Regions from separate parts of the Mus musculus genome. Here regions 1, 2, 4, 5, 6 and 7 are each linked to region 3. The links are chromatin contacts, called in public ChIA-PET, Hi-C, HiChIP or PLAC-seq and promoter capture Hi-C maps. All regions are on one chromosome and are shown on one strand. The core of a region is the stretch at or near the end of the contact, and the rest is flanking DNA. Distances in the headings are between cores, read along the strand shown. Region 1 overlaps M1ap (meiosis 1 associated protein). Region 2 holds the start of Dqx1 (DEAQ RNA-dependent ATPase). Region 3 holds the start of B230319C09Rik (RIKEN cDNA B230319C09 gene). Region 4 holds the start of Wbp1 (WW domain binding protein 1). Region 5 overlaps M1ap (meiosis 1 associated protein). Region 6 holds the start of Pcgf1 (polycomb group ring finger 1). Region 7 holds the start of Dok1 (docking protein 1).

Region 1 (3,286 bases), core at 764-3,263, 450 kb after region 3:
CTAAATTACAATTGATAAATAGAATTAAATGGTTTTTTATGTCTTTTTTTGTTCGTTTTGGGGGAACAGGGTCTCATTATGAAGCCCTGGCTGGCCTGGAATCCACTATGTAAACCAGGGTGACCTTGAACACACAGAGATCTGCCTCCCTTTGCCTTCTGAGTGCTGGGATTAAAGGTATGCACCACCACACCCAGCTAAATTAAAAAAAATTACTTATATGTATGTGTGTGTCTCTGTGTGTATACTACATGTATCCTGGTGATGTTGGAGGCCAGAAGAGAATGTTACACCCCCTGGAACTGGTGTTACAAGTGGTTGTAAGTCACCTGTTGTAGCTGCAGGAACTGAACCTGGGTCCTTTGAAAGAACATCAAAAGCTTTTAACTGCTGAGCCATCTCTCTAGCCCCAAATCTTACAAATATTTGAACACCCCTCAAAGGCAGGAAAGCAGGAGAAAAAAAGACCAATCAAACAGAATTAACAAACAACAGAATAAAACAATAGACATGAAACTAACCATATCAACACTTAAATAATTATTAATGGAGTATCATTCCAAGTAAAACTTAGAGGTTATCAGAATAAATAAATAATATGTTGTCTACAACAAATTTTCTTATTCTTTTTTTTTTTTTTTAAAGATTTATTTATTTATATGTAAGTACACTGTAGCTGTCTTCAGACACTCCAGAAGAGGGAGTCAGATCTCGTTACGGATGGTTGTGAGCCACCATGTGGTTGCTGGGATTTGAACTCCGGACCTCTGGAAGAGCAGTCGGGTGCTCTTACCCACTGAGCCATCTCACCAGCCCAAATTTTCTTATTCTTATTCTTATTGGTTTTCAAGATAGAGTCTCTCTGTGTTGCTCTGGCTGTCCTGGAACCCATTCTGTAGATAGGCTGGCCTTGAACTCAGAGATCCACATGCCTCTGCCTATGAAGTGCTGAGATTAAAGGCCTTGCCACCATGCCTGGCTCAATATACTTTAAATACAAATCCACAAATGAATTGAAAGTACATGTATTAGAAAAGATAAATGATAAGGACTCAGGAGAAATGAAAGCATCCATGCCTGGAAAGATCTGTGTGTAGGCATTTATACCAGTTTTACTCATAGTCAAAAATAGAAAACCAAAGTGTCCATTGACAGGTGAATAGTTAAACAAATTATTTATGTAAAATATTACTATTCAACAATAAAGACTTGTTATAAACACCATGGACAAATCTCAACATCTGAATGAAAAAGGTCAGACACAAAAGTATATATATATATATATATATATATATAGTATGATTCTACTTTTGTAAAATGGGAAGTAAAGGGCGGAGGGTGGGATTGAGTGTGTGTGTGTGTGTGTGTGTGTGTGTGTGTGTGTAGGGGAGGAGGGGCCTTTGAGCACAATGCAAGGATTTTATATCTTGACTGGGGTGATGATCTGTAGGGGTACAGGACTGTGAAAACTCACTGAGCTGTACATGTTGAATGCATGTAACTTCTGGTATGTAGACTATTCCTCAACCCGGCAAGAACAAACTTTAAAAAATCGCCATTTTCAAGTAATTTCAGATATGCTGCTAAATTCCTATCACTTCATTTAAGTATAAAAGGAGGGGATGCTATTTTTCTGAGATCACGGCTTCTTTTAATGAAACACATGTCTGTCTGGGTTAAAAATCTTTAGGTAGCAAACACAACAGAGCTTCTAATTTAGACTTAATGCCACAGGAAAACGACTTTAATGCAGTTATCCAAGACAAACTCGATGCGCAGCTGCTCATCTGGCCTATTTTGTAAGACATCAGAGTCTGACAACTGCTTAAAGTACAGAGGGGACCCTCCAATCCCCTACCCCTACTTCTTTCTGGACTCTTCTAAGGAGCAATGAATCTCCATCTTCTTTGTTTGGATTGTTAACATTTGGTATTTCCTGAGAACACATGTGGATAGGCTGCCTTTCCAAGGATCTTGACATCGATCCCTGGTAAACTCTAGGAGGAAATTTTAAACAGATGGTTTGTGAGCACTTAGCAAAGGAACCTGATATCCTTGTGTACACGGCTGAGAACTGTAGGCTCGCTGACAGCCTCGTTAAGCTGATTTGTAACTGCTTCAAGACTCACATACCCAATCAGTGCAGACGGTTGTCAACCTGGACAGATGCTGTCTGGATGCCAAAGTATATTGATCACTGTGACCTCCCGAGTTTTGGCATATTTATTACTTATCCATTCTTTAGAAGACTAGTATAAAAATTTTATCGTATGCAAATGAAGACGTATCAGGTGTGCCCTTGTAAGCTCTAAAAGCTCAGCCATAAGCAGACATCATGAATCTCTTTTGTTAACTTGAGATACAGAATGTCATGAATAGCACGACATGTCTGTGTGCTCTTCCCTCCTCCTCAGAGGAAGCCTTGCTATGCTGAACTTCCTTATCATTCTTTCTCTTTTAAAAAGGTTACTGCTTTAAGTAATATTTCATTGCTTTAACTTCCTGGAGCTTTGTAAGAAGCACAGTCTTCTATATGCCATGAGTGGCCTGCCTCTCCCCACCCCCCCAACACCCCCCACCCCCCGTATAAACATTCATGAGCATCGTTCCTCTCAGCTGTGGTGCTCCACTTTATGATGATGTTACAACGTTTGCATTCCAGACAGCAACTTCTCGCTGGTTACTTGAGTGAGAGCTGTAGGTGTGGTTTTTCTGACTCCCTTTTCCATGGTGTCTTCTGACAAACAGGAATTCTGATTTTACTATAGGGATGCTTCTTCAGTCTTCTGTAGCTAGCAGACTTTGTGTCTCATATGAAATTCTTCCTTCTCCTCACCTACAGTCATTAAGTTTTTTCTTATACATTCTCTTCTAAAAGTTTTCTCTCTCATATTTAGGTTTTATAAAGTAGAGATCCAACTTCTCTTTTTTCCTGAAGGATCAATGATCGTTCCAGCATGATTTAGTAACTACACTAATCTATTTTCATTGTTTTTCCATGGCAGCCACACCACACATTATGTTTTCATGTGACTTTCTGCTTCTGGGCTCAGTAATAAGTTCTGGACAGGACAAATGGTCTATTCCTGTGTCAGTATGACACTACATATTATTTTCTGCAGTGCTGTGTGTTAAACCCAGAGCATCATGCATATGAAACAAAGGATGTGTGATTGAGCATATGATAAGCCCAAGTACTGTCTTTTTTTTTAAGATTGATTTATTTATTTTATGTGAGTACACTGTAGCTGTCTTCAGACACCCCAGAAGAGGACATCTGATCCCA
Region 2 (3,033 bases), core at 234-2,733, 380 kb after region 3:
TGTCCTAAGCCTGTGGACCATTAAGTGTGATCCCACATCTCTGTTGAGAGCACTTGGTTTATGCACTATATCCTGTATCTTGTGGTAGGGGAGTGAGGTTTGTATCACATGACTCCATTGCAGGTTGAGCTGAGGGTATAAGGAGATAATAGGCAGTTGGGTTTGTCTCCACTCCACAGGGGGAGTTAAGCTCAGGTCAGACTGCAGATGGCCCACCTGAGCATGGTGTTGGGCCCAGTACAGTCTTCCTGAGGGATGCTGTATCCAATCTCATGACCCAGGGTCAGGTCCATCTCATCAGCCACCCTTGAAGCCAGGCTCATGGCTGCCAGAGGGTAGGGCTGAGTGACTGTAACCTGTCCTGTCTGGAATCCTCTGGCCAGCGCAAACTCTGCACACCACTGAGGAATCTGGGGTAGGGAGAGGGAATGTGTCAGAGGACTGGAGAACCTCAGACAACTATGGCCAGCTGAACTGGGATCCCTGAACCTTACCACCCAGTGGGTCAGCCTCGCCCACATCCCCTCTCCTTTACCCAGGCAAAAGCACATTTAACCCTGCCCTTTGTCCACTCCCAGAATCTTCCTCCACCTGGGTGCTCTTGCCAGAGCCAGGGTCCCCAGATACCAGCACCACTCCAGTGGGGCTACTCTCCAAATGCTCCAAGAACAGGAAGCGAGCAGCCCAGATGGGCAGGGCTCTACGCTGCTCAAGCAGCTCATAGTAGCAGGAGGAGAAGGGGAGCCCATCAAAGGGGTTCACAGCCAGCTCAGACTCCCCAGGACTCAGTTCAGACTCTTCTGCCAGCCCAGAGGCCATGGTGGCTGCTCATAGAACCTACGAAAAGCAGGGCAGCCAGTAAGGCCTTGGGTCTGGTGACTGATACTGAATTCCCATCTCAGCTTGATCCCCAACGTTATCCCACAGGGGAGAATGCCTTGGGGTCCATCCTTCCCAGGAAACCGTGCTGGGTGTCTCTAAGAGGACATCACCAGTGGACTTTCACCCTGTTTGTAGCTGGGATCCCTGAGTAGTAAAGATCTGTGACTAGCACAGGGACCCACGGTGGCAGCAGGAGCTACAAGAAGCAGTCATCTGTGGGAAAGGCCCAAGTGGGGAAAAGTAAGAAATCTGGAGATGAGAGAAGGGGACAGTAGGTAGGGCCATTAATGATTCTGGATTCAAACCTGCCAGCAGCTCTGGGACACGGTCAGGATGGCAGCCAGTTCTGGACACACCCAGCCAGGCACACCAACCCAGGCCTCCCTGGAGTACAAAGGTAAATTCCGGCCCCATCCGGGAGGCTGAGCTCAAACTCCAATCCCAGAGCTTTATTTTGGGGGGAGGGGCCTTTTGCTCCACCTTGGTCAGCTTAGCTAGGAACCTATGGAAAGCAGGTTCCTGATGCCACCCTGAGCTTGTATAACTGAGCCTATATGACTATAGTCATGAAATGCATTCTGGGACTTGTAGTTTTGGAGTGACAGCCTACACTATAATTGAGCTGGGATCCAGTTGTTTTGTCTTCAGTTTAGTGTAATTTCACAGTTCCATTTTGACCATTCTCACCCATATTGTAGTCTTCAACCCAGGAAAAGAAACCTGCTCAAGGGGCTTTTGAAACCCAAAGAGGCAACAGAGACCTTGAGTGAAAACCCTGAATTTAATGTGAGATTGGGGGAGCCCCATCCCTCCCTTTTTACCACCCACTCATCCGGCCTGTTGTTAGCTGGGTGAGGGCTGCCCCCAGTCTCCGTCCTGCGGCTCTGGGTACCATCCTGTTCCTTTGGGCTCATTCAGCCTCCTGGGCCTGTCTCTCTCTGAATCTCCTGTGGGACATGGGGGAGAGAGTGTATAGGCTTTGTCACATCAGCTTCATCAGGCCTTTCTCCAACTTGTTCTTTCTCACATATTGTCCTCTAACCCTCTCACCTTCTTGCATATTCATACAGTGCCTGCTTGCGCTCCTGCAGGCTCTCCTGACGGGCCCAGGAAGACTTGGCAAACGTTAGGGCTGTGGGCTGAGGGGTCGCCAGGCCCGAGCTGGGGAACTGAGGTGATCACAATGTCAGAGGGCTTGCGAAGTCATCATCATTATACACCCATCGAATGCCTACTTTGCAAGAGAGGCACTGTGCTAGGGTCTCAACATCAAGGCGAGAAGTCAGGGAGAGGGAGCAGAGACTGCCCAGACCTGCCCTTAAGTCTTGGCCTTGACTACTCCAGGTCTCACCTTTGGGGCAGAGGGTGCAGGCGGGGACTGAGATCCCTCAGTGACATCTTCAGGCATGAAAGCCACAGCCCCCTCGAGCAGGTTTGTGATGGTCAAGTCTACACACCCAGTCCTGGCTGGGAAGAGAGGGGCAGAGTGTCCACTCCCTGTACCCCTTCTCTGTTGAGACCCATTTTCCTGTGTCTGCCATTCTGTGATGCTACCCTTTCCCATACCCAGGTCTCTCTGGATGACATTCAATGGCACATGGGGCAGAACCTCCTTGACTCTGTGAGCGAGAGTGGTCAGCTGCACATCAGAAGAAGGGCTGGGAGGAGAAGGAAAAGAAGACTGCACTGTTTAAAAGAAAAAAAAATGAGGTGAGTGGATTACTGAGAGAGGCAGACACGCGTAAGGAGGGAAGCAAAACCACCAAGCGCAGCAAGCATCTTTGTGCCCAGATCACACACCTGACTGGGGGCGTAATCTGGGGTGTCTTTGTCGCTTCATGTGTTCTGCTTTGTCTGCTGGAGTGAGCCGTGTCCCTATCTGGCCCAATTCTTTGGCCACCAGCTAGGGAGAATTGGAAGGTTATAGCTGTAGCCTCGTCAGGTCTTCTTCCCCTTCTCCCCAGGAGGGAGGGACCCCCCCACTTCCACCACACCCCTGTTCACTACCACCTGTTGTACACGGAGCGCAAACTCCTCACTCTCTTCCCCTAGCTGTCGACGAATGGGATGAAGCCACCTACAAAAACCAGAGCCCTGCCCTGTTAAGTCGACAGGGGCTAAGGGTATGGCCCTTCCCCATTTATCTTGGAA
Region 3 (3,047 bases), core at 44-2,543:
ACATGCAGTTTGTCACATCAAGTCATGATTTAGGACATTGTCCCTTTATCTTGTCTGCTCTGGGAGGGACCCAGTAGGACTGCCTCTTGTGCCAAAGGGGAGACAGGTGTGGGCCCTGAAGCCTCCATATACCAGAAGCAGGCTTGGCCCGCTCCTAAAGAACTTATCTGATTCTGAACACCCCCTGGGGGCCCTGGGGTGGGGCACAATTCTGCATTTGGGGTGGAATGGGTAATAGAACGAGTCACTGGAGCAGGGGTGCTCATCTGTGAGTCACTTCTCTCAGGCCTCAGCTTACTCATCCGTGAGAATGAGAAGGCACCCTGAGCTCTGGCAGAGATGTAGAGTGCTGGAAGCCAGCAGCACCTACCTTGTGTCAGGCAGTGGCTCTGTGCCTTCTCAGGCCCTCACAGCTGCATGAAATGGCTGCTGGTTCCATTCTTCAGTTGAGCAGAGAGAGGCTAAGAGAGGTAAGTTACCACAGGCTAGGAATGGGATATGTGGGTACCAAAGTGAGGTAGAAGCCTGGATGTTCCCCTTCCGAGAGGGGGATGGGACAAAAGAGGATGCCTGGGTATTGAATCCCAGAAGGTGAATTGCTAGGACCTTGCTATCCCCCCCCCCCGCCCCCCACCATGGTCTCCTGGTCACCGAACCCTTGGTATGCCTATAGTTAGAGAACTAGAAGGAAACTCTTAAGGGCGGGGAGCCCAGGGCGTTTTTTTGGACGGGTCATCTGGTGGATCTTCTCCAGAAGAGAAACTTGTTTAAGAAAATTGCATTTCAGTACTGTTCGGTTGTAAGGCTATGCCGGAGAGGGCATAGCGGACTTGGGGAAGCACAGGTTATATGGGCTATAGCCAGTTTTCCGAGTGGGGTGTAAGAGGGCAGGGGAGTAGAACTATAGAATGGCGAAGGATATGGTCTTCAGGGAGGACTGACCTGGCTTGGAGTTTGAGCTATGCTGTGTTCTAGCGGTGTCACCTTCGGTAAGTTACTCCACTCATCTGCAGTCTGCAAAGCGGGGGGCGGGGTTGGGGGATGGATGTGAGGCTTCTGCTGCCCTGGATTCTCCTTGGAGAACCAGAGCTCCAGCTCTGCTCTGGCTGAGAGTGGCCGGTATGGGATACCCACATACTGCCGCTCCCCACCCCTTCGCCGTACTCCAGTTGCACCCGCTAGAACTGCAGGGGACGTCTTGTGTATGTTGCCAGGGGTAGGAGGGTGCCCCGGGATCCCCGGCCTGCCTGGGAAGCAGCCCTTGTGGCGATGGCTCCCTCCACCAAGGCCCCTGCCTGGCTGCTGGGCAGGTCCTTGGCGGGGAGGGCCGGGCGCGGGATTGGCTGGCGCGCGCGCCGCCCCCTTGCACACCAGCCTGGCGGGGCGGGAGCAGCCGGCAGCTGGCCGCCGCCTCTGCAGTGCCTCCCTCGGTGCGCTCCCTCGGCGGGGATAATGGGAGGCCCGGCGGCGGCCGATGCAGTAGTGGAGGCCGGCCGAGGTAGAGCGCTGGGCCTGGAAGGGAGGGGAGGCCGTGTGCAGGCCGCGAGCGGGTCCCGGGGATCTCCAGAGGCCGGAGAACCGAAGCAGGAAAACAAAACACTGGAAGGCGCAGGGGCCCAACAGTGCTGGGGAGGCAGCTGGAGCAGGAAGATGGTCCCGTCCAGCCTTTCTTCTCCGGGCCCTTCCCCTCCAGTGTGCTGGGGCCTGTGCTGGACTGCTCTGCTCCTTGCCTGCTACCGGCCTGCCTCACCAGTGTCTTTGGCTTCTTTTGCAGGTGGAAATAAATGCTCGTGAAGGAACGGGGCCCTGGGCACAAGGGGCGACTGTCAAGGTACCCTGCGTGTTTGTGTGTGTGTGTGTGTGTGTACGTGAGTGCGTGCGCGCTTGCCCTTGTGTATGTGTGCGTGTGTGTATGTGTGCGTGTGTGTATACGTGGGCTTGCACGGTGGGGGTGAAGTGTTTGACTGGATTGGATAAAAATAAAGGGTCTCCTCTGGTGATCCCTTAATCTCCCACTGTGTGTGTAGCAGCAGCTGAGGGGGAGGGGCGGCGCGAGTGTGGGCGGCCAATGAATTCTCAGGCCTGTGTGGGTTTTGTTTGGATTCGTTTTGCTTTCTCAGCTGGATGGTTTGGGTGCAGTTGGGGTTTGGCGTTTGGTTTGTTGAACTGTATGTATATGTGTGCGCTGTGCGTGTGTGCGCATGTGCGTGTGTGTGTGTGTGTGTGTGTGTGTGTGTGTGTGTGTGTGTGTTTTAAAGACGTACAACCCACTTCCCACCCCTGCCTCTGGAAATCTCTGGAGAATGGCCCTGGCACTGTTGGTTTGCTTCCAATCTGCAGAAATCCCCGGGGTGCGTTGTCTCGGGGAAGTGGGGGTGAAAGACAGTAAGGGGGAGGGAGAATTGCACTCCTGAGTCTGAAGCTGATAGGGTGTCATTAGTCATGCTGCTGTCACCATGGAGATGGCTGAAGAGAGGAGAGGAGGTGGTGGGGGTGAGGATATTTTGGGTAGGGTGGGGGCTGATGCAACATCATGGCTGGGAAGCCAGCGGGTGTCTGCTGTTATTCTGTGCCACTTGGTGTCTGGGAGACTGGGAAGGCAGTGTTCCCTGGTGTGAGGGAAGCAGAGAAAGGGGCTTTGAGCCATTCCAGGTGGGTTTTTCAGAGGGTGGTGTAGGTTTTGGGGAGAGGAGAATGAAGAGTCTGGGGAGAATCTGATCAAGAATCTATGACTAATCTGCCTAGGTTAGCCAGGTCCCGCTCAGTAGGTTCCTTCTAGTTTGCCCGGGTTTACAGGGCCAGGGGCTCACTCTAAGTTTGGAATTACTCAGCAGTAGCCTCTGGCCCAGGAGGTTGGGGAGGGGAGGAGAGGGGGACTGGGACAGAAAAGAACACCTCAGCTGCCTCTAAAGAGCAAAGGTTGGGATGAGTGTGGTGACAGGTGGGCAGGCCAGGCCTGGTGGGGCTCTGCCTTGCACAGAGGAAGCCCTGAGCCTGGTTGCTTAGGTAGCAGGTGGGCGAGCTGTGAGTGTCCCTGCATGCCCCTA
Region 4 (3,435 bases), core at 637-3,136, 320 kb after region 3:
TTACAGACAGTTGAGAGCTGCCATGTAGGTGCAGGGAACTGAATGAGAGTCCTCCCCAAGGGCCGGTGCTCCTCGCCGCTGAGTAGTCTTTCCAGTCTAGAATGCCTTTGAAGAGATGACATTTCCAGTACCAGGGGAGCTTCTCAGACAGAGAGGCCAGCTGACATAGAGCCCAGGGGCACAGAGACCCAGAAGGAGAGTGTGGCCAGGTCACCCAGGGGGATATATACTGACAAGTGACATAGCTGGCTTAATTACTTTGGCAATTATGTGCTGTGAAGCTTAGTAGGGGTAAGGAATTTCCTTAGGAAGCTGCTGAAGTGTAGGCTGTCGTGGCGCAGACCTGTGCCCCAGAGCTTGAGAGACAGGAGGATGGTTACAAATTCCGAGGCATCTAAAAATACATATAGATAGCCTGACACAATCAATCAATAAACTGGGAGAGGGGTATGGGGTGTGGAAACTGGGAGAGCTGGTGATGGCCCGAGTCCAGAAGAAAGTAGTAAAAGGAATAGAGAAACCTGCACTGAAGCCTGGATGTATGACGGAAGTAGCTACTTAGTGGGAGAAAAAAGGAATCCAGGGTAATTCTTTTTGGTTTGAGCCAAATCCAAGTTGATGTTTTTTCCTGAGATACTATTTAAAATAACAGCAACAACAAAAACCTACACAAGGGGCAGGCAGGGTACCATACTTTTGTTTCCTCCTTTGGACCTGAGTGAGAGGCAGGAACCCTGGGAAGAGAAGTGTGGTATTAAGGGTCCCTAAAGATGGGGACAGTGGCACAAGCATTTGATCCCAGCACCTAGGGAACAGAGGCAAGAGTGTGAGCTCCAGGCTGGCCTGGTCTACATAGTGACTTACAGGGCAGCCAAAGTTATATAGTGAGACCGCCTCGAAACAAAAACAAACGAAAATAGGGGTGGGTGACCCCAAAAACCTCGCCATTTGGTTCTCAGACATCCTCTGTCTCTTTCCCCAGCGAGCCCTCCTCCAGAAGGCGCGGAGCCAGCCGTCCCCGACTCTGCCTCTGCCAGTGGGTGGGGGCTGCCCTGCCCCTGCCCTCACCGAAGAGATGCTGCTGAAGCGTGAGGAGCGTGCACGGAAGCGGCGGCTGCAGGCGGCGAGGAGGGCCGAGGAGCACAAAAATCAGACAATTGAGCGCCTCACCAAGACGGCCGCTCCTAGCGGGCGTGGAGGGCGCGGGGCGGCGCGGGGCGAGCGGCGCGGAGGACGGGCTGCTGCCCCGGCCCCTGCACCCATGGTGCGCTACTGCAGCGGGGCACAGGGCTCCACCTTGTCTTTTCCTCCCGGCGTTCCCACACCCACGGCGGTGGCACAGCGGCCTGCCCCATCGGGCCCCGCTCCACGATGCTCTGTCCCCGGCTGCCCCCACCCGCGTCGTTATGCCTGCTCCCGCACCGGCCAGGCCCTTTGCAGCCTACAGTGCTACCGCATCAACCTGCAGCTACGGCTGGGAGGGCCCGAGGGCCCGGGGTCCCCACTCCTGGCCACCTAAGACCTCTCCCACGCCACATTCCTGCTGTCTCCCCCACCCTATTAAATTTCGTACAGTGCCTCAGCTTGTATCGAATTGCTGGAGTGGGAAGCCGGCGGAGTCTGAACCTGAGTGTGTAAAGTCATTCAGCCAATCGGCGAAAATTTTTGTGCTGAACGGCCGTTCATTGGCCGATAAGTCAAAGCTTGTTCTGTTGTCCGTACTGGCTATTGTTGCTGTCAGTCAGGCATTTGGTCGAGCCTTTCCCCTGTCTTTGTCTGTGTGAGTTCTTGTTGTCTGGGAGAGCGGCACAGGCGCCGCTGCGGATTGGGCAAAAGGAGAAACCTGTGACCGGTTCCTATTGGCTGATCTGTTAGTTAGCGATTCTGATTGGCTGGACTGAGCAACTGTGTCCTCTGGAGGTGCTCTCCCCGGCCGGGAGCTCCGGCCGCGGAGTGATGGTGGCACCGGTGGCGATGGGCCGGGCAGGGACCATGGAAGTGGCGGCAGAGGTGGCAGGGGCGGGGCAGCTGGCGGTGGAGGAGGCTGTGGTCTTCAGGGGTCTGTAGGTGGAGGCATGGCTCGGGCCAGCAGCAGGAACAGCAGCGAAGAGGCCTGGGGGTCACTTCAGGCGCCGCAACAGCAGGTATCCCAGCAGCTCTAAAAGCTTATCTCACTACAGCCATTTATTTCTCTTTCCCCTTTCCTGTCACTTCCTGTCCGGGGTGGGGGAGGAGCTCATGGAGCCAAAGGTACTCTGAAGTTCCTGAACATGACCATTCTACTCTTTGTCTAGACTTATTACGTAGATGCAGTTGACTTTACCTGCACCCTCTTAGACCCCATCTCATGGTTGCAATGCAAGCCTGCAGTGGCTCTCCAGTTACCAGAGGCGTAGTGAAACCCCCAGGGAGGTTCCCTCTGTCTTGCAGCAGTTATTTGTGATGTTTTTCTCTGTGCCTATTGTCACAGCAGAGTCCGGCAGCATCTTCTCTTGAGGGAGCAATTTGGAGACGAGCTGGAACCCAGACTCGCGCCCTGGATACCATCCTTTATCATCCACAGCAATCCCATCTGGTTGGGAGCACTGCTCTGGGTCTCACACTGTGCCTCCTCTACCCCAGGGAGCTTGAGACCCAGGGGTGGAAAAAAAAAACCATCTTGGGGGTGTGGGAGGCAGACCTTTGGGGTGGGAGATGTTGAAAGCTTTTTAGCTTTGGAAATGGCCTTAAATTCCTACCCATTGTCACACTATGTTTTGTTTCTTTTAAAACATTAGCCTACAAAAAACCACCCTTGGGGCCAGGCTTCTGTGAGAAAAGTATTGGGTTTAAAGAACTGATATCACTTTCTCTGTATTTACACTTTACTTTCTCACTAGTTTCTGGCATTTTAAATCTTCCATACTGATAGCCCTACATATAGACCCTCCTTTTAGCATCCCATGCCATCCTTCCAAGCTAGGTCGGCTCGTGGGTGGGACTGTATGTGCGTGCAGGAGGTGGGGGTGGACAGGGCCTTGGGTAGAAGCCCCTGGTTCTTAGTGCCTCCTTGCCTCCAGCTTCGAGAGCTGTGCCCAGGAGTGAATACCCAGCCCTACCTCTGTGAGACTGGTCATTGCTGTGGGGAGACTGGCTGCTGCACCTACTACTATGAACTCTGGTGTGAGTCTTCAAAGGGATCCATCTCAGGTTCCATGCCCATCCTCCCTTGGATTTCTGAACTCAGCTACCAAAGACCCTTCTCTGCTTAGGGCTGGAGTCTGGGGTGGTGGTCTGAGTTGTGCCCTCTTTGCCTCCTGCAGGGTTCTGGCTGCTTTGGACTGTCCTCATCCTCTTTAGCTGCTGTTGTGCCTTCCGCCACCGAAGGGCTAAACTCAGGCTGCAACAGCAACAGCGGCAGCGTGAAATCAACTTGTTGGCTTACCATGGGGCATG
Region 5 (3,001 bases), core at 104-2,603, 430 kb after region 3:
GAAAACTGAGGTGGCCCCAGGTGACTGGAGTGTAAAGGACACCATGGCTGAAAGTGGATGAGGTTTCAAGCCTGGGTGACTTAGACAATGATAGAGCTCTATTAACAGAAAGACAGAAGTTAGAACAGGAGTTGGCTGTGGGGAACCCCGGTGTGGGAAGGCGGGGGCACAGAGAATTGCACGGGGAACTGAGGAGGCACTGGATTTGAAAAGGACAAATAAACCAAATGTAAAAATCCCGGACCAGAGATGGAGGCAAAGTTCAGCACACACAGGGCTGTGGAGACGGATCAGCAACTAGGAGCTCTTTGCGACCTTCAAAGAACCCAAGTTTGGTTCCAGCAACCATGCTAGCCAGGGCATAACTGCCTGAAACTCCAGGTCTAGCCTCGGTGGCCACCTGTAACAAGCGGCGTACACTCATATAGATATATATCCATACAGGCTAATAAAAATAAAGATCTAAAAAAAAAAACCAAGGTTCGGGCAACTTGTGCAAACAGGGTCAGGCATGTTCAAACCAAATAATAAGCCTTGTCACATAGTAAGTGTAAAACTATTTCTTGTCGAATGAATGACTTGAAGCTTGTGAAAAATTCTTCTCTCTCTCTCCCTCTCTCTCTCTTGTGCTGCCATTTGGGATTTATGCCACGCAGAGAAGGTGTCATTCAAATAGCATGGATGTAGAAAACTGATTTGTCCCTCCTCCCACTAGGAGGGCAGTGGGAAGATCAAGATCCCTGGGACCCACACAGAGTACGACTCCTGATGGCTGTCCCCTAACTCCCATGCATATTACAGCGTGGAAACCTCCTACTTCCCAAACAAACACACAAACACACAAACACACACACAAACACACAGACATAAAAGGAGACCATGAATGAGCAGACTCTGTTCTAGTGAAATACTGAAGCCTACAGTGTGAGCAAAGGAGAATCAAAACCAAGTCCAAAAGCAACATCAGGAGGAAAAAGTTTGTTTCAGCTGTCTGTCTGTCTGTCTGTCCTCAGAGGAAGCCAAGCCAGGACCTCAAGGCATGAACTTGGAGGCAGGAACAGGAGCAGAGAGCACAGAAGAAGCTCTCGATGGCTTGCTCAGACTACTTTTTTAAAAAATGAAACTCAGGGCCACCTATGTAGTTTTTAAATAAAACCTCAATTGTTTGATTTTAGCAACGAAGCCTTGGGAGCCAGATGTGGGGGTGAAAGCCTGCTAGCTCAGAGAGGCAGAGAAAGCACCCAGCTGACCTTCCTCCTCAGTCCACATCCTAGAAGAACCTCTCTCTCACCCTGTCGCAGAAAACCTCCATCAAACAGAGTATCCGTCCCTTCTACTTCCTGTGCGTCTCGCTATCTGTCCTCCTGAGTCCCTCTTACAGTCTATGGTTGTTTTTCCCTTAATAATCTGATGTTCACTTCCTGTCTACTGGTTGCTTGCTCCGCCTCTTGACCTATGTTTGACTTTATTTAATCCGTTTACAGAAAGCTCTTGGATAGAATTTAATCAGAAAGCTCTTGGATTAAAGGTGTGTGCTAAGGCTGAGCCACACTACAACTAAAATCAGGTTTTCTCAGTAAATAACAATCTCTGGGTTGATCACAGTGAGATAAAATATCCTGTAATAACCTGCCCAGTGGGAGGTACCACCCATAATAGGATGGCCTCTCCCACATTAAGAAAATGCCCTGTAGACTTGCCTACCAACCAGTCTTACAGAAGCATTTTCTCAGTTGAGAGTCCCTCCTCCCAGATACCTTTAGCTTGTGACAAGTTGACAAAAAGTCAACCAGGACATCCATTCATCCATTTAAGACATTAAGTTATTTCTAATTTTCCACCACTGTAAATAACACTGAGATGCACGTCTTGTTTTATATGTCTTTACTTCATTGTCTTGGACTATAATCCTGGCAAGAGTGTTGAAGGATGCATATTTTCAGGAAAATGTGTTAAAATGCTAATGTCTAAAATATCACATACTCCCCAGGCATAGTGGTGTACACCTTTAATCCTAGTACTCAGCAAGTGGACACAGGAGTATCTTAGTGAGTTTGAGGCCAGCCTGGCCTACAAAGTGAGTTCCAGAACAGCCAGGGCTACGCCAGGGAGAGACTTTGTCTCAAAAAACAAAAAACGAAATGAACAAAAAAAAAATCCTCTACTATAAGCATTAAGCCAAGTATAGCGGTGCCTGTGCATACCGATGCTGGGGAAGCAAAGGCTATCCTCAGCTACATAGCAAGTTTCAGAAGGTTAACCTGGGCTACATGAGACCCTGCCTTTATTTAAACAACAAAACAACAACAAAACAACAACACAACAACAAAACAACAACTGTATTAAAAGCAAGGTCAGGGAGGCCGAGATGGGAAGGTCTTGAAGTCAAGGCTTGTTTGGGTTGCAGAGTAAGTTCAAGTCCCTGGGTAACTTAAAATGAGACCTGTCTCAGACTAAATACATAAACAAACAAACAAACAAACAAACAAACAAACAAATGGAGGCCTGGGGATATAGAATCAGGGTAGAGTGACTAGCATATGTGAGATCCTGGGTTCAACCTCCAATTTGTCAAAAAGAAAAGAAAAGGGATTGAAAGCACTGGGAGAAATGCTTGCTGAGTGATGGATCATCTCAGAGACTCTGAGGAAGTGGGTGGAGAACCTAAGTAAACTGAGCTGAGGGGCAGTCGCAGAAGTGATTGATCTGTGTCACTTCTCTGCAAAGAGGAGAGGCCGTTCTTCAGACCAGAAACAGGAACTCAGTGGGTGGACACCAAAAGAAACAGGAAAAGAAGCCTGCTTCTGACAGTGAAAGACACAGCGCTGTGCTGCCCCTTCCTTTGTGCCTGTCACTCATGTGTGACACATGTCTGTCACTTGGTCCACCTAGGTCAAACCTGAGGGACACATGTCTCTCACTCCGGTCCACCTCACTCCAACCTTTGTTATCTCTAAGAGATGTATTTCATTTTCAGCTATGCGTGTGTGGTCTGCGCAGG
Region 6 (3,068 bases), core at 94-2,593, 360 kb after region 3:
GGCATAGGCTCAGCTGTTCATCATATCGATAATAGTGGGCTTTAGAGTGGTCAAAACTGCTGAAGGGGAGGCCAAGGTTGCTCAGGGCTGGCTCTGAGGAAAAGTAGATATTGAGGAGGCTGGTACAGGTTCCATACCCTCTTCTCCCCAGAGAGCAAAACCAGGCAAAAGAGATGCTCTGAGGGCTTTAATTGCCCCCCTCCCCCAAATGAGCACCAAGGACATACCTTCACCACTGGGCTGGGAGACTCTGTCTAAGCCTCGGGACTGATAGAATTCCCGAATCCGTTTCTCTTCACCTAAGGAGGGGTGAAGGGCAGCCATATTAATTCTCTTTGTTTTGGCTGTTGACCTCTTTATCTTTGTATTTTTTTGATTCCCAACAAAACTGTTGGGAACAAAACGTCAAGGTGCCACCCAGCATTAGAGTCAGGAGGCCCCACAAATATAAGGTGGCCACTCACTGTCTTGCAAGCCTGGCACTAGCTTATACACTATGTCCTGCATGACCCGATCCAGTTTGAGATTGAGCAACGGCTGCGTCTCGTGGATCTTGATGTTGCACATGGGGCAGTACTTGCTGGTTTGCAGGTACTTCACGATACAACTTTTGCAGACTGTAAGAGGAGAAACGAAGATGCTCAGGTCCCTTGGGAACCCGACACATGGGACAGGCAGCACAGAGGCTGGCAGCCAGCTTGGAAGAGGAGAGACAGGATCCGGGACACTCACAGGTGTGGAGACACTCTGTGATGGTGGTGGCATCCACGAAGTAGCCCGCGCACAGGCAGCAAACGATGTGTTCATTCAGGTCTTTGATCTTCACCCGGACCTCCTCCTGTGGACACACCCTCAGTCACTCCCCACTGGTCTTGCAAGCCCACCCCATCTCACCTTCTGCAATTCCCAGCAACAGAGCAGTTTGTTATTGGACTGGGTCGTCTGGCCCCCGAGAAGAGACGGGGGAGTGAGCTCCCCCTTCGCCCAGCAGAGGGCTCCGCGCACAGCGGGTGCTCTCTTTTCGCGGACCCGCCTGACTCTCTTTTTTCCCTCGGGAGACCAGACGCTGTCGGAGACACAACGCGCAAGCGTCCAAGTCCAGCGTTTGGCAACTCGGCCAGAATCGCGCGTGCGTATCGCGCACCCCGTGGCTGCGCAAGCGCACTGGGCGCCCATCCCGCCGCCACCCGTCCTCTCCTTCGTTTGGGTTCACACAGCTAACGGACCCCAGCAGTCATCCCGCTGCCCCTGCACCTCGTTCCGTAGTGGGTCCATCTTGTACACTGACTGGAGCTGGTTCCGAAGCCTCATCGCGATCGCAATCTGGCCCCCCTGAGGAGACGCCATCTTAAAGGCTGATCCCAGCCCGCCACTTCCGGTACCGCCTGCGGGGCGGGACTTGTCTCCTAGCAACGAGGGCCTCACATTCTCCGGATTGGCTAGTTTTCCGGCACACCCCGCCCTCGCCCCCTCTTTAGCTCCCCGTGTGCTCACCTGAGCCCGCTGCCCCCCCAACAATCGGTGGTCGTTATGGAGGGGGGTTGAGTGAAGCAGGGTCTCTGCGGTGCACGCTCCCACGGGCGTCCTTCCAACGGCGCGCACACAACCTCTGGATCAACTTCGGTAGCTTGTGCTAAGAGAGCCTGTGTGCCCTGGGACCCCGAAGCCGGGCTATCGCCCGCCGCTACAGCTCCGGAGTGTGGGAGTCCTGGGACCCGACCTCGCCTCCGACCCGGGGTCCTCTCTATACAGTGCAGTCCTGCTCCGCTGCGGCGTCCGCGTTGCGGAGCTGCGTCCCAGCCGCGGGCCTTCTCCCGTCTGCGCCGCGGGAGTTTTTTCCGGGCTCGCGAAGTCTGGGAGAGGGTGCCCTGGGCGGGGTGGAGAGGGAGAGACCCCCCGGGGAACCGGGAGCTCTTACTCCCCACTCTCTCCCTGCTGCCGAGGATGGGGAGAATAGGCCCTGGCTAATGATGATGATTTAATCATCGGCGCCTGCGGAGGCCTGGGACAGACTAATGCAGAGCAGATGCCGAAGGAGGAGGGGAGGATTGACAGCGAGGAGACTTGGGCAGCGAGTGCCTGCAGTAGCATAGGCCCGGGCCCGCACTTGGGGAGGACACAGGGGTTCCCGGGTCTGGTACACTGTCATCACTGGGTCCCTACGGCGGAATTTTAAAAGAATAAATTTACTCTGAAGCGTTATTAGCATCGAGTACAACTGGAGATTCGAGTGAGAGGGGAGAGACTGGCGGAAACTTGAAAGGCTCTCTGGAGAAAATTGGGACTCTTGTGTGGGCATGATTGACAAATGGATGCACGAGAGGTATAAATGTGATGGAAATAGAAAAAAAAGGCAGTGTGAAGAGGAACGACCAAAGAAACAGGTGTGGATTGAGAGCCCCAATGGAAGGAATGGGGTCTAAAAGAACTGGAATAATTAGGTTGAAGGTAACAGGAACCTCACAGAAAGGAGTGTATGTCTGTTACCCCATAAGTGGTAGTACATAAGCGTCAGGAAAGTATTAAAGACTTGTTAATCGACTACATACAGCTATGGTTTACCTTCCTGGCCCAGGCCACCTAGTCACCTCTGAGCCACTGCAGGTCTTGACTGCTTGCCCATGTCTATATCGTTCCCTCTTTAGACCTTTCTTCCCACAGCATGGCAAAGTGATTCTGATCATAGGTTACAAAGAACACACGTTTTTGATGATGTGTTTCTCATGTTGATGGTGGTGCTAGTTTAGTGGACATGTACATGGGGCAAAACCAATTACAGTATACACTTTAAATACTTGCAACTTGCAGCGTATCATAAATTAGACCTCAAGAAAACTGTTAAAAGTGAGTTCCAGCTGGGCAGTGGTGGCACACGCCTTTAATCCGAACACTTGGGAGGCAGAGGCAGCCGGTTTTTTGAGTTCAAGGCCAGCCTGGTTTACAGAGTGAGTTCCAGGACATCCAGGGCTACACAGGGAAACCCTGTCTCAGAAGAAAAAAAAAAAAAAAAAAAAAAAAAAGCAGGGCATGGTGGCGCACACCTTTAATCCCAGCACTGTATAGCTAGG
Region 7 (3,093 bases), core at 286-2,785, 410 kb after region 3:
GCAAAAACCATGAGGAGAGGGAATAAAAGCCAAGGTGCAGGCACAGGAGAAATGACAGCAAGACCCATGCAGTTAGACAGACAGATGGCATCACAGGCAAGGGGAGCCTGGGAGCCCAGCCCTGGAAATCTCAGCACTATGAATGAGAAGACTCTTCAGTTTCCTATGGGGGCAGATGCCCATGCAGGAAGGGCCGAGGCTAACCGGAGTAGGAGAACCTTCTGCCACCCTCCCTAGCACATGGGCTGGCAAATATGCTGCAGGGTCAGGGACTCCAGGAGACCTAGGCTTCAAGCTGGGCAGGGTTTGGTATGGAGTTATCCAAGCTCCCTGGAACACCTCTTTTTCTGTCACTGGGCAACCAGAAGCTAGGGCTAGCTCCCCAGCTCAGGCCTTCTCTATCCGAGGCTGAAAACAGTCCTCCACAGTAAGGGGGGCCCTCCATTGCTTCCCCCAACTCAGACAAGACAGCTTTGTTCTGGGGGCATTTGGCTCCGAAGCCCTGGTGTTCAGCGTAGGGCCTGCAAATTGCACCCTGAAGCCTCCATCCCCAACAGTTTGCTCAGCTTTCCACTCTTCTGTTTCGCTCCTTGACCAATAATAAAACTGTCAGTTGGTTGGCTTTCCCGACTCCATCCCAAATCAGCGTTTCTCCTGGTCCACCATCCTCTCCATCCCCAACTCCTCTTCCCGCTGGCCAGCAGTAACTCCCCTACCTTCGACTAGGCACAACTCCAGAGGCTGGAAGCAGAGTCCTGGTCCTGGAGATTACTTTCAGGACTTCTCAGAAAAAAAGTGTTCGGCCAGGGGAGACTGGACCCCCCCTTCCTCTCCCCTCTTCGTTGGTCCCTCCCACGTCCCCTAGAGCCCTCCCACATTCCGCTTTCTCCCTCCATTCCGGCCAGGCCAGTTCCCTCCTCTAGATCTTCCCCTCCCCTGTGGAGCTGGCTGCAGCCACGCCACCCCCTCCCACTCCTCCCGGCTCAATGAAGCTTTCTTTTCCCGCAGGTTGGAGGCCCGGCAGCCGTATTCAGGGTGCTTGACTTGCAAACGGTTTCGGGACAGCAGGACGGCCCCTGTGGCAACGGGAAGCTTTCCAGCCCGTAGCCGTTCCTCCACATCCCCAACTAGACAGAGTATCAACAACAGTCCAGTCCAATTCCCGGGCTGGGCCATGAGAAAAGGTCCCACAAAGAAAACTATTGTCCCGATGGCTCCCTTGGTCATTATGGCGCCCCCGAGGTGCCTGCAGGTGATGTCACGGCCTTCACTCTGATGTCACGTTAAACATATGTCGTCACTCTCAGCTTCCACCCCCCAGGCACTAGGGCCCCTGGTTGGTGATCACCGCTTCCCTGAGTGGTGCCACTGTGTGCACCACTAAAGATAAAGGCTTTAGTGAGCTCTCCCTGAGTTCTTCCTGATGGCTCGTTTTCCTCCAAGCCCTCCGCTCCCCCATCACCGCCGCAGGGGCCGGGGAGGGGCGGGCACGCCTCCGGCACCCTGCAGCCTCGCCCCGCCCCGCCCCGCCCCCAGCCCTCCGGGCCAGGAAGCGCGGAAGGAATCGCCTGGGCCATGGACGGGGCTGTGATGGAGGGTCCGCTTTTTCTGCAGAGTCAGCGCTTCGGGACCAAGGTAGTTTGTTTGTGGCGTGGGGGATGGCGAAACCCCTCTGGACTAGAAGTGGGTGAAAGAATCCAGAAAGAGGGAAGGGGCCGGAAGAAGGTCGGAACGGCGCGCGGGCAATTGTAGATCCCCAAGACGTTCCCTTAAAAGTCTCGGGCTGTGCCCTCCTTGGTGCGGTCTTGGGATGCCATTATCTTTGGGAAAGTAGCTCAGCCTGGGAAGCCCCAGACTCAGATCGGCCTTCATGGGTCTCTTCTTCCTTGTGGGGCGCGTGCTACCACCGCGCACTCTCGAGTCTTTCGTTCTTTCCCAGAGGTGGAGGAAAACTTGGGCTGTGCTTTACCCAGCCAGTCCTCACGGCGTGGCGCGGCTGGAATTCTTTGATCACAAGGGGTCGAGCTCTAGAGGGGGTCGAGGCGGCTCTCGCCGTCTAGACTGCAAGATGATACGCCTGGCTGAATGTGTGAGCGTGGTGCCGGTGACTGTGGAGAGTCCCCCTGAGCCCGGCGCTGTTGCCTTCCGCCTGGACACCGCACAGCGCTCGCACCTGCTGGCGGCGGACGCCGTATCCAGCACCGCCTGGGTGCAGACTTTATGCAGAACCGCCTTTCCGGTGAGTGACTGGGGGTGGGCATCTCTGGGCTTAAGGGACACTGCGAGGATGGAGCTATTATAGAGGCACTGGACTTCTTGCACCTACCCTAGACCCAAGAGAATTATATATAATTCTTCCATGTTCCCTTTTCTGCAGAAAGGCGGCTGGGCTTTGGCGCAGACGGAGAACCAACCTAAGTTTTCTGCCTTGGAGATGCTGGAGAATTCGCTGTACAGCCCCACCTGGGAAGGTAGATGTCTGGCAGGAATGGAGTGGGTTGAAGAGGTGCCCTTGGGGAGCTAGTGATTGGAGTCAACCGAGTCCCTAACTTGCCCCAGCGCTCCTTCTCCTTCGTATGTGTTCTTCCAGGATCCCAGTTCTGGGTAACCTCGCAGAAGACCGAGGCTTCTGAACGCTGCGGCTTGCAAGGCTCCTACATACTGAGGGTGGAAGCTGAGAAGCTGACTCTCCTGACTTTGGGTGCGCAGAGTCAAATCCTGGAGCCGCTCCTTTTCTGGCCCTACACTCTGTTGCGTCGCTATGGCCGGGACAAGGTGCATGGGGCTGTCTGGGAGGATGACCCGTCAGGGAGGGCTACCAGGTTGAGTAGCTGTAGGTGACAATTCCATTCTCAGGTGGTCTCTTCTGTGCAGATACAGTAACTTGGTCAGGCCTGTGACTCATTTTTTATGACACGCCTAACGTGTTTCCCCCACCCCCTCAGGTAATGTTCTCCTTTGAAGCTGGTCGCCGCTGCCCCTCAGGCCCTGGGACCTTCACCTTCCAGACTTCTCAGGGAAATGACATCTTTCAGGCAGTTGAGGCTGCCATCCAGCAGCAGAAAGCCCAAGGAAAGGTGGGCCAGGCACAGG

What was found. Promoter capture Hi-C pulls out the DNA fragments that hold promoters and counts their contacts. A called contact is a pair of places that touch in the nucleus more often than the background predicts. ChIA-PET counts read pairs in DNA pulled down with a chosen protein or histone mark. HiChIP or PLAC-seq counts read pairs in DNA pulled down with a chosen protein or histone mark.
Region 1: a promoter capture Hi-C map of cranial neural crest shows a contact between it and region 3. The contact joins the enhancer-like site here to the promoter of B230319C09Rik in region 3. A contact is called at or near these places in 3 of 39 promoter capture datasets (the C10 cell line, cranial neural crest and fetal liver), 1 of 484 Hi-C or Micro-C datasets (erythroblasts) and 1 of 115 datasets of contacts at active chromatin or transcription factors (embryonic stem cells).
Region 2: an HNF4G HiChIP or PLAC-seq map of pancreatic cancer cells shows a contact between it and region 3. The contact joins the promoter of Dqx1 here to the promoter of B230319C09Rik in region 3. A contact is called at or near these places in 2 of 39 promoter capture datasets (cranial neural crest and pre-B cells), 1 of 484 Hi-C or Micro-C datasets (embryonic stem cells), 4 of 115 datasets of contacts at active chromatin or transcription factors (embryonic stem cells, memory CD8 T cells and pancreatic cancer cells) and 1 of 9 other capture datasets (liver).
Region 4: an RNA polymerase II ChIA-PET map of memory CD8 T cells shows a contact between it and region 3, with 39 read pairs. The contact joins the promoter of Wbp1 here to the promoter of B230319C09Rik in region 3. A contact is called at or near these places in 8 of 39 promoter capture datasets (the C10 cell line, cranial neural crest, erythroid cells and 4 more), 2 of 484 Hi-C or Micro-C datasets (cardiomyocytes and embryonic stem cells), 2 of 115 datasets of contacts at active chromatin or transcription factors (memory CD8 T cells and pancreatic cancer cells) and 2 of 9 other capture datasets (adipose tissue and liver).
Region 5: a contact with region 3 is called in a Hi-C map of the G1E-ER4 cell line, with 2.8 times the contacts expected there. The contact joins the enhancer-like site here to the promoter of B230319C09Rik in region 3. A contact is called at or near these places in 1 of 39 promoter capture datasets (neutrophils), 2 of 484 Hi-C or Micro-C datasets (the G1E-ER4 cell line and erythroblasts) and 1 of 115 datasets of contacts at active chromatin or transcription factors (embryonic stem cells).
Region 6: a contact with region 3 is called in a FOXA1 HiChIP or PLAC-seq map of pancreatic cancer cells. The contact joins the promoter of Pcgf1 here to the promoter of B230319C09Rik in region 3. A contact is called at or near these places in 3 of 39 promoter capture datasets (cranial neural crest, embryonic stem cells and second pharyngeal arch cranial neural crest), 1 of 484 Hi-C or Micro-C datasets (embryonic stem cells), 3 of 115 datasets of contacts at active chromatin or transcription factors (memory CD8 T cells, microglia and pancreatic cancer cells) and 1 of 9 other capture datasets (adipose tissue).
Region 7: a contact with region 3 is called in an H3K27ac HiChIP or PLAC-seq map of microglia, with 6 times the contacts expected there. The contact joins the promoter of Dok1 here to the promoter of B230319C09Rik in region 3. A contact is called at or near these places in 1 of 39 promoter capture datasets (pre-B cells), 1 of 484 Hi-C or Micro-C datasets (embryonic stem cells), 3 of 115 datasets of contacts at active chromatin or transcription factors (embryonic stem cells, memory CD8 T cells and microglia) and 1 of 9 other capture datasets (embryonic stem cells).

What each region holds. Positions count from the first base shown.
Region 1 is chr6:82,986,383-82,989,668 of GRCm38.p6, reverse strand. The region is part of intron 4 of M1ap (meiosis 1 associated protein); the gene reads right to left. Among named protein-coding and RNA genes, the nearest start is that of Gm32644, 34 kb to the left of the region's middle. Within about 2 kb of position 2,013, at least 22 of the 459 cell types and tissues checked have an H3K27ac peak or open chromatin away from gene starts, as enhancers often do.
Region 2 is chr6:83,056,294-83,059,326 of GRCm38.p6, reverse strand. It overlaps Dqx1 (DEAQ RNA-dependent ATPase), which reads right to left and starts at 1,483. Exons shown (of 12, transcript NM_033606.3): 1 at 1,188-1,483; 2 at 592-897; 3 at 217-410. The coding sequence starts at 819. Aup1 (ancient ubiquitous protein 1) reads right to left here. Exons shown (of 12, transcript NM_007517.4): 7 at 2,893-2,959; 8 at 2,683-2,785; 9 at 2,449-2,568; 10 at 2,234-2,349; 11 at 1,933-2,051; 12 at 1,645-1,829. The coding sequence ends at 1,793.
Region 3 is chr6:83,440,001-83,443,047 of GRCm38.p6, reverse strand. It overlaps B230319C09Rik (RIKEN cDNA B230319C09 gene), which reads right to left and starts at 1,293. Exons shown (of 3, transcript NR_028382.1): 1 at 943-1,293; 2 at 371-461. Tet3 (tet methylcytosine dioxygenase 3) reads left to right here. Exons shown (of 12, transcript NM_001347313.1): 3 at 1,775-1,831.
Region 4 is chr6:83,119,912-83,123,346 of GRCm38.p6, reverse strand. Wbp1 (WW domain binding protein 1) reads left to right here and starts at 1,886. Exons shown (of 5, transcript NM_016757.2): 1 at 1,886-2,144; 2 at 2,471-2,575; 3 at 3,060-3,162; 4 at 3,303-3,435. The coding sequence starts at 2,076. Ino80b (INO80 complex subunit B) reads left to right here. Exons shown (of 5, transcript NM_023547.2): 5 at 983-1,582. The coding sequence ends at 1,519.
Region 5 is chr6:83,008,568-83,011,568 of GRCm38.p6, reverse strand. All of the region lies in intron 7 of M1ap (meiosis 1 associated protein), which reads right to left. The region is part of intron 2 of Gm32644 (a long non-coding RNA gene); the gene reads left to right. Among named protein-coding and RNA genes, the nearest start is that of Gm32644, 12 kb to the left of the region's middle. Within about 2 kb of position 1,353, at least 56 of the 459 cell types and tissues checked have an H3K27ac peak or open chromatin away from gene starts, as enhancers often do. A contact at or near this core is called in the G1E-ER4 cell line, where this site is marked.
Region 6 is chr6:83,076,665-83,079,732 of GRCm38.p6, reverse strand. It overlaps Pcgf1 (polycomb group ring finger 1), which reads right to left and starts at 1,343. Exons shown (of 9, transcript NM_197992.1): 1 at 1,255-1,343; 2 at 733-838; 3 at 465-617; 4 at 228-299; 5 at 1-93. The coding sequence starts at 1,311.
Region 7 is chr6:83,031,913-83,035,005 of GRCm38.p6, reverse strand. It overlaps Dok1 (docking protein 1), which reads left to right and starts at 1,535. Exons shown (of 5, transcript NM_010070.4): 1 at 1,535-1,635; 2 at 1,940-2,239; 3 at 2,378-2,471; 4 at 2,591-2,775; 5 at 2,946-3,093. The coding sequence starts at 1,576. It overlaps Loxl3 (lysyl oxidase-like 3), which reads right to left and starts at 801. Exons shown (of 14, transcript NM_013586.5): 1 at 717-801.